Linked DNA regions of Mus musculus: region 2 is linked to region 1. The links are chromatin contacts, called in public HiChIP or PLAC-seq maps. All regions are on one chromosome and are shown on one strand. The core of a region is the stretch at or near the end of the contact, and the rest is flanking DNA. Distances in the headings are between cores, read along the strand shown. Region 1 overlaps Slc41a3 (solute carrier family 41, member 3). Region 2 overlaps Hdac11 (histone deacetylase 11).

The links. HiChIP or PLAC-seq counts read pairs in DNA pulled down with a chosen protein or histone mark.
Region 2: a contact with region 1 is called in an H3K4me3 HiChIP or PLAC-seq map of fetal liver, with 2.5 times the contacts expected there. The contact joins two enhancer-like sites. A contact is called at or near these places in 4 of 39 promoter capture datasets (the C10 cell line, embryonic stem cells, hippocampal neurons and 1 more), 4 of 115 datasets of contacts at active chromatin or transcription factors (SST interneurons, VIP interneurons, fetal liver and 1 more) and 1 of 9 other capture datasets (embryonic stem cells).

What each region holds. Positions count from the first base shown.
Region 1 is chr6:90,621,511-90,624,637 of GRCm38.p6, forward strand. The region is part of intron 2 of Slc41a3 (solute carrier family 41, member 3); the gene reads left to right. Among named protein-coding and RNA genes, the nearest start is that of Slc41a3, 18 kb to the left of the region's middle. Within about 2 kb of position 1,746, at least 53 of the 459 cell types and tissues checked have an H3K27ac peak or open chromatin away from gene starts, as enhancers often do. A contact at or near this core is called in fetal liver, where this site is marked.
Region 2 is chr6:91,162,163-91,165,545 of GRCm38.p6, forward strand. The region is part of intron 3 of Hdac11 (histone deacetylase 11); the gene reads left to right. Among named protein-coding and RNA genes, the nearest start is that of Hdac11, 7.0 kb to the left of the region's middle. Within about 2 kb of position 1,594, at least 33 of the 459 cell types and tissues checked have an H3K27ac peak or open chromatin away from gene starts, as enhancers often do. A contact at or near this core is called in fetal liver, where this site is marked.

The DNA.
Region 1 (3,127 bases), core at 496-2,995:
ATTCTTGAACAAGTTTAGTGATCAGAGCTGGGTGTATATTCAGGCGTGGAGTTGGCAGTGCAAGGTCAGAAGTGACCGGGTGACGTGATCATATTTATGTCACGAAGCTCAGTCCTGGAAGCAATGTCAACAATGTGGGGGAGGAGAGAGCAAGGGAGGCTCTTTCCCAGTACCACAGGCTACCTCCCTCTCCCACTCTGACCCCACCCATCAGGATAGACATCTGTAAAGCGTCTGAGAGATCAGTAGCAGAATTTAAAAGTTAGGATGACTTGAAGTCAAATTGGGGAGGACAGGGGTTAAATCCTGCTGGGCAGAACCGGAAGCGGGTAGGAGAGGAGAAGAGGCCCAGGGGGAGACAGGAGCCTGGGGATGGTTGAGGTCCAATATTGTCAGCTTACATCCATAAGGTGGGAGGGATACCAGGGACATCAATGAGCTCAGAGCATCAGTCAGACCAAAGTGACATCAAGGACACACAAAAGAAACCTGGAGAAAGAGCCATTCTGGATCTGGGTGGTCAGGACATCAGCAGGGGTCAGGCCTCCTTTGTCATCTGCCTCAGTCTGCCAGGGCTGCTGTAGAGCACCTGAAGCCAGACAGTGTATCCCACAGAAGTTGACATTATCTCTAGGGGTTAGAAGTCTGAGATGCCAGGTGTTGGCAGTGTCGACATCCTAAGCCAGTAATGCCATTTCCCCCCTCCCCCCTGCTCCCCACATGGTCACCTCTCTTTGCATATCTGTGCTTGTGAGATACCCTACCAGTCTTGTAGGATTGGGAATCAGGGATCATCCTCCTATGACTCCCTTAGCTCAGCCCCTCTTTGAGGACCGTGTCTCTAAACACTGTGTCTTTACAGCTGCAGTCCCGTCAATTTGGGGGGACACACTTTAGCTAGTCTCTGTTGACCTTGTCTCAGTTCATCTTCTTCTCACCTGACACGCTCGGTCAATGGCTTAACTCTCATGGCCAGGGCTGTGGATGCAGTCCCAGGATAGAGCACTACCCTAGCTCAGGCAAGGCACCGGGGTCCATCCCCAGCACCGTCAGTCAGTTTCATGGCCAGAACTGGCTCAGCCCTAACCCAAGGTGGCATCAGCAGCAAGGGTCTGGGACCATGGAGTCAAGTCTCCCTTCCTCCCTCCTGAGGCATGCAACTGTGGGGAAGGTGGGCTGGGTGCTGGAAGTAACTCAAGCCTTGAAAGAGAGATGTGTAAATAGAAGGGAGAATTGGAAGTGTGACTGGGTCAGGAGAAGAAAGGGGTTGGGGACCATGGCGGAGTCATTAGGGAGACCAGCAGGGAGCTAGAGCAGGGGGCTAGGACAGAGAACAAGTTCAGAGGCTGGCCACCTCAAGCTGTTCTCCAGGGGCGAGGGCAGCAGAGAGTGATCCAAGAGCCCATTCACACACAGCAGGTCCTGAGGAAGAGAATGCTGTTGCCATGGCCAGCACAGCACTGAGCTGTGACTGGAGGAGGAGAACGGAAACTTGGTCAGGAGTTCCTGGCGCTGAGAGAGAGGAGAGTTGAAGGAAGAGACACAGAGTTTGTTCTGATGTGGGGCTATTAGATGTGTGGCCTTGTGTGTGGCCGGGAGAATGTGCACCAGGCTGTGGGGGAGGCAGAGGGTGGTGGGTGAGGGCTGGGGCAGAGGACATGCTAGGAAAGGACAGGGTGTGCCAGACAGCCCTGGTCAGGAGTAGGAGAGTGTGTGTGATGGTGGTGTGGGTGGTGTGTGCCCGAGGGGTGCGCGGGGCTGATAGGCAGCTACACACAGACCTGAGGCCCCTGCTGCAGAGAATGGGGCGGCAGTAGCTGGATTGATAAGGAAGGGCCCCTGCAGGTGGGCCTCTGCTTCCAACCGAGTTCTTCATCTGAGAGCAGGAAATCGCATGCATTTCTTAAAGGGCTAATGTCTATATTATGAAAGATCCAAGCAAAGGGATAAATGTGGGCAAACGCAAAGAGATCATTTTAGAGAGGGAATCAACATTATGAACAGGGTAAAATGTTCAGACTCGGTGCTAAAAAAGCAATGCACGTTAAGACTACATTTTGTTCCTACCCAGTGGGTAAATATATAAGATAAGACTTTTATAGAGCCTCTGACTAGTCCTTCTCTGTCATGCCTCCAAGGCACTGCTGCCTGGGGGTGACTCCTGCTTTCCCCAGAGGTGACATGTGTTTGTGTCTCTAGCTACTCTTTCCTGGGGAGATTGGGGACCGAGCCCAGGACCCCCTTCAGAAAAGAAGGAATTTGTCTTTAGGCCTAGAACCTAGAATCCCACAACCTTAAGGTCTTAATCCGTAGCCAGGCAGTGGTGGCACACGCCTTTAATCCTAGCACTTGGGAGGCAGAGGCAGGCGGATTTCTGAGTTCAAGGCCAGCCTGGTCTACAGAATGAGTTCCAGGACAGCCAGGGCTACACAGAGAAACCCTATCTCAAAAAACCAAAAGGGAAAAAAAAAAAGAAGATCTTAATCCGTTGAGGCCCTACTTAAATCAGATCTGGGGGTGTTTATCAGGCAGTGGGGGGAGGAAGTGGGGAGGGTCCATCACACGAACACCTCCTCTCTTTCCCATATTTCTCAACACATCCTAGCTACTCTGCCTTTTCCGGTGTTATTGTTTGTGTGTTAGATGCGGGGTCTCCATCAAATGGACTTTCCTGTTCTGGAAAGCCCAGGGTCCAGCAGGGTTCCGGGTGGAGCCTGGGATACCCTTGTCAAAGTGCCCCTACCAGTTAGTTTAGCAGAGTTTCTCCAGGCCTCCCAAATTAGGAGAAATAACTGAATTGGTGACTTGATCCAATGTCTACAAAGCTGTTGCTGCACACTGGCACATTTTCAGGCGGCGCTGGGCCAGACTACTGGCCTCCAGTCTAGCCCTGCCTTTTTCCTGGCCTCTGAGGATAGGAGGCAGGAGGGGGCCCACTGGAGGCCTCAGCTGCTGATTCGGTTAATGATATTTAAAGTGTCCTGTTTACTTAAAACACTTTAAGTTTTTCACTTTAAACGATTTAGGCCAGTTATGGGCAGCACACGCCTTTAATCCCAGCACTCAGGAGGCAGAGGACAGGCAGATCTCTATGAGTTCAAAGCCAGCCTGGTCTACAGAGTGAGTT
Region 2 (3,383 bases), core at 344-2,843, 540 kb after region 1:
GGAGGGACAGTCTAAGCATGGGTTACAAGTGCAGAGGCCCCGTGGGGGGGAAGGAGACTGACCTCAGGACACCCAGAGGGCAGAAGATGGGAGAGGCTGGAAGGGATGGGAACTGGGTCTTTGACTTAGTCAGTTCTTCCCATCTTCCAAGAGGTCCATCTCCCCTTTAAAGAATGTGGCTAATTACATATTTCACAATCCACCATCTTAAGGCTCAGCAGCGTCTCCGTCATTCATCCATGTGATGTCACGACCTATAGCTGTTCCTGTCACCCTGAAAGGAAACCTGATCCCACAGAGTGCTTGCTCCCTGCTATTGCCTGCCCTCTGCCTGGTCTCCGCCCACTTACTGTGACTCCACAGACTCATGTACTTTGTACTTGACTCAATACAGATGAAATCAGTGTGTGTGCTTTGGCATCTGGTTTGCCTTACCACACAGCATATTGAGCAGGTACCATGCATTTTTCTTCCCCAGTGGCTGGGATTGAGAGCTCTAGTATGCAGGGCAAGTGCTTTGCCAGGAAGCCACATACCACCCCCGGCACATTCCTCTTCATGGATGCATAATATTCCACCATGTGGTGTACCACATCTTGTCTGTCTGTCCATTAGTTTGTGCACACATGGGCTATTTCTCCCGTTTTAATGATTGGCAGTTGTGTTGCTATGGGTATGCCCATACACGTTTGTTTCAATACCTAATTTTGCTTATTGGGGGGGGGGGTCAGTATACACCAGTTTTGTACCAAGAAAATGTCTAGCATAGCTATGTGGATTTTGAATGAATGAGTTTATTAAAGTTTATAGCAAGCAGAAATAAAGAACAAATAGCAGATAGAAGCAGTAGAGAGCTCAAGAGGACATCAGATCAGGAGCCTGCGGCCCCCAGCACAAAGCATTGGATTCACCTGCTTGGTGGTGTAAGAAAAGTGACGGAGCCCAGGGATCCCTGAGAGTTTAGGTTGGTTTGTCTGTCTAATCTCAGGCAGGCACACAATTACTAAACTACATCATCAATCCCCCCCTCTTTAAAATTTAAATTTAAAAAATAATTTTGAGACAAAGTTGGTGTGAGCTCATGATTTTTATCCTCAACCTCCTAAGCCGGTGGATTCACAGGCACTGGCCTCTAGGCCCCACAGTGTTATTTTAGATTAAGGATTGGTAGTACTAGTGTGTCTCTGAAGGGGATAGCCACAGATGCGGTGCATCTTTGGATGGTGACACAGACGTGCTGGTAGCTGTGTGCAGGTCTATGATAGTCTTCTGGGCAGCTAGGGCAGTGTTTTAAGGAGGTAATGACAGGCCTCTTCAGGAGGGCCCCTTCAGCAGGCTTCCACTGTTACACCCTCATTTCAGACCCTAATTTGCAGACAAGGAGGCAGGCACAGAGGGAAACAGCTGCATGCAAAGTCACACAACTGAGGCAGAGCTCAGAGGGGACTTGAGAGCCCTGTCCCAGCTCAGAGCCCTTGCCCCTCCCAAGTTTGTCACAGGGCATTCTGGGTGGGTCCTTCCTACTCATCTGGGCTGTCCCCTGGCAACCTGCTGCACATCCCAGATAATCTTTATCTGTCCCTTGTTGTCTCCCCACCCCACCCCACACACACGGGGGGCCCTTCTCAGCTGCTCCATCTTCGGCTTGTCACCCTCCAGTATCAGTGTCACTGTGAGGCCCTACATCAGCTCCCTCTGTCTACTGTAACTGTAACTACCCTGGCCTGTGCCACTGTGAGGCCATACATTCATTCACTCTGACCACTGTAATTACCATGCCCCATTGACCACTCTGCCAAATCCCTTTCTTCCTCTTCCTCCAGTCTAGTCACAACCCACTCCTACCTTGCATCAGTGTTTTATTTGATGACCAACAGGTTTTTTTTCCCCCAGAGCAGTGCTGCCTGATAAAGCTGTCTGTCGTGGCACGTCCTAGTTCAGCTCCATCCAGCCACCAGCCTCAGTGTCTGGCCAGCACTTGAAATATGCCTGAAGTAACTGAGGCATGGAATTCTCATTAAACATGCATGTTTTGTTTCTTTGAGGCAGGGTCTTGTGTAGCCAGGGCTGGCCTTGGACTCCAAAGTCGTCGGCCTCCACGTCCCAAGCTGGGATGACAGGCATGTACTACCACACGACCTTTAGCTCAAGACTGACTCATAAGTACAAGCTTATATATTTGGGCCCTTTGTTCTCAGGTCTAACCAACCAGAGGGAGAATATTCTTAAATCAATAATGCATCCATCTTAACATACACATTTCTTGTGTTGCTCCCTAAACCGTGGCATAAACTTCTCTCAGCGTGGTAATATGTCCCATGCTATAAGCAATGTAGGCATGATATATGCAGGAGGATATGCTCAGGTTCCATGTAAATATGATTCCATTTACACACGGGCATGGAGTCCTCATGGATCTTGTCCAAGAAGCAGTCCCCTGATGAGAGCATGGAACCGCTGTCTATAAAGATAGAACTGGCAGGGTATACATGTAGTGCATACATTTAATCACAGCATTCAGGAGGCAAAGGCAGATGTCTCTTGAGTTGGAGGCCAATCTGGTCTACATAGTACCAGATCATCCAGGGATATGTAGAAATATTGATGTCTCCAACAAAAAGAGCAAGGGGCAGCAGAGGGAGCTAGATACATCAAAACCTGCCTCTGCAGAGCTGAGCAGAAAGGAACGGAGTCAGGATTGGAAGTGCAGGGAAAATAACAAAGTACTCACATCAGATGGAGATGGGGCTCAGGGAGTCCCTGTTATTTTAGTTTTTAGTTCTGGCTTTCCTTCTTCTGGGCCTCTATACTGCCCTGACAGTATGGTGTGAACCTGTGCTAGCAGACCAGGTCCTGAACCGCAGAAGACCACAGAGATGCTTCCTTTCCCTGCCCTATCCAGCTTCTGACATTCCTGAGCTCAATCCCTTGCCCTAAATTGCGTCTTTGGCCTAAAGCCTGCATCTGGGGGACTCTGGTTCACTGTTTTTTTTTATAAGCATTGCCTTCTCCACGAGGCCGTCTCCCTTCCCGAGAAGACTGGTACTTCTCTGTCATAGCACCTGCTGGCTTGTTAGCCTTGTCTACAAGTGTCCCAGCACAGGTCAGGACCCCAAGCCCACCTGACTGTCTCATGCTGACTGACACTTGGCCTCAGAGACAAGGCTCTGGCTGTGGGGAGCAGAGGTGCCCCATGCAATCTCAGCACAGCCTGCAGTACTTATTCTAGACACAAGAGGGCAGAAGAGTGCCTCAGAAGGCTGCCATCAACTTCACTGTGCCCAAGCACAAAGCTAGGACTCAAAGGTGGCCCCCAGCTGTCACTTCCCAAGAACGAGAGGGGAGCCACCGTGCCCAGGCCTTGGCATCAAGTTTGACTTCCA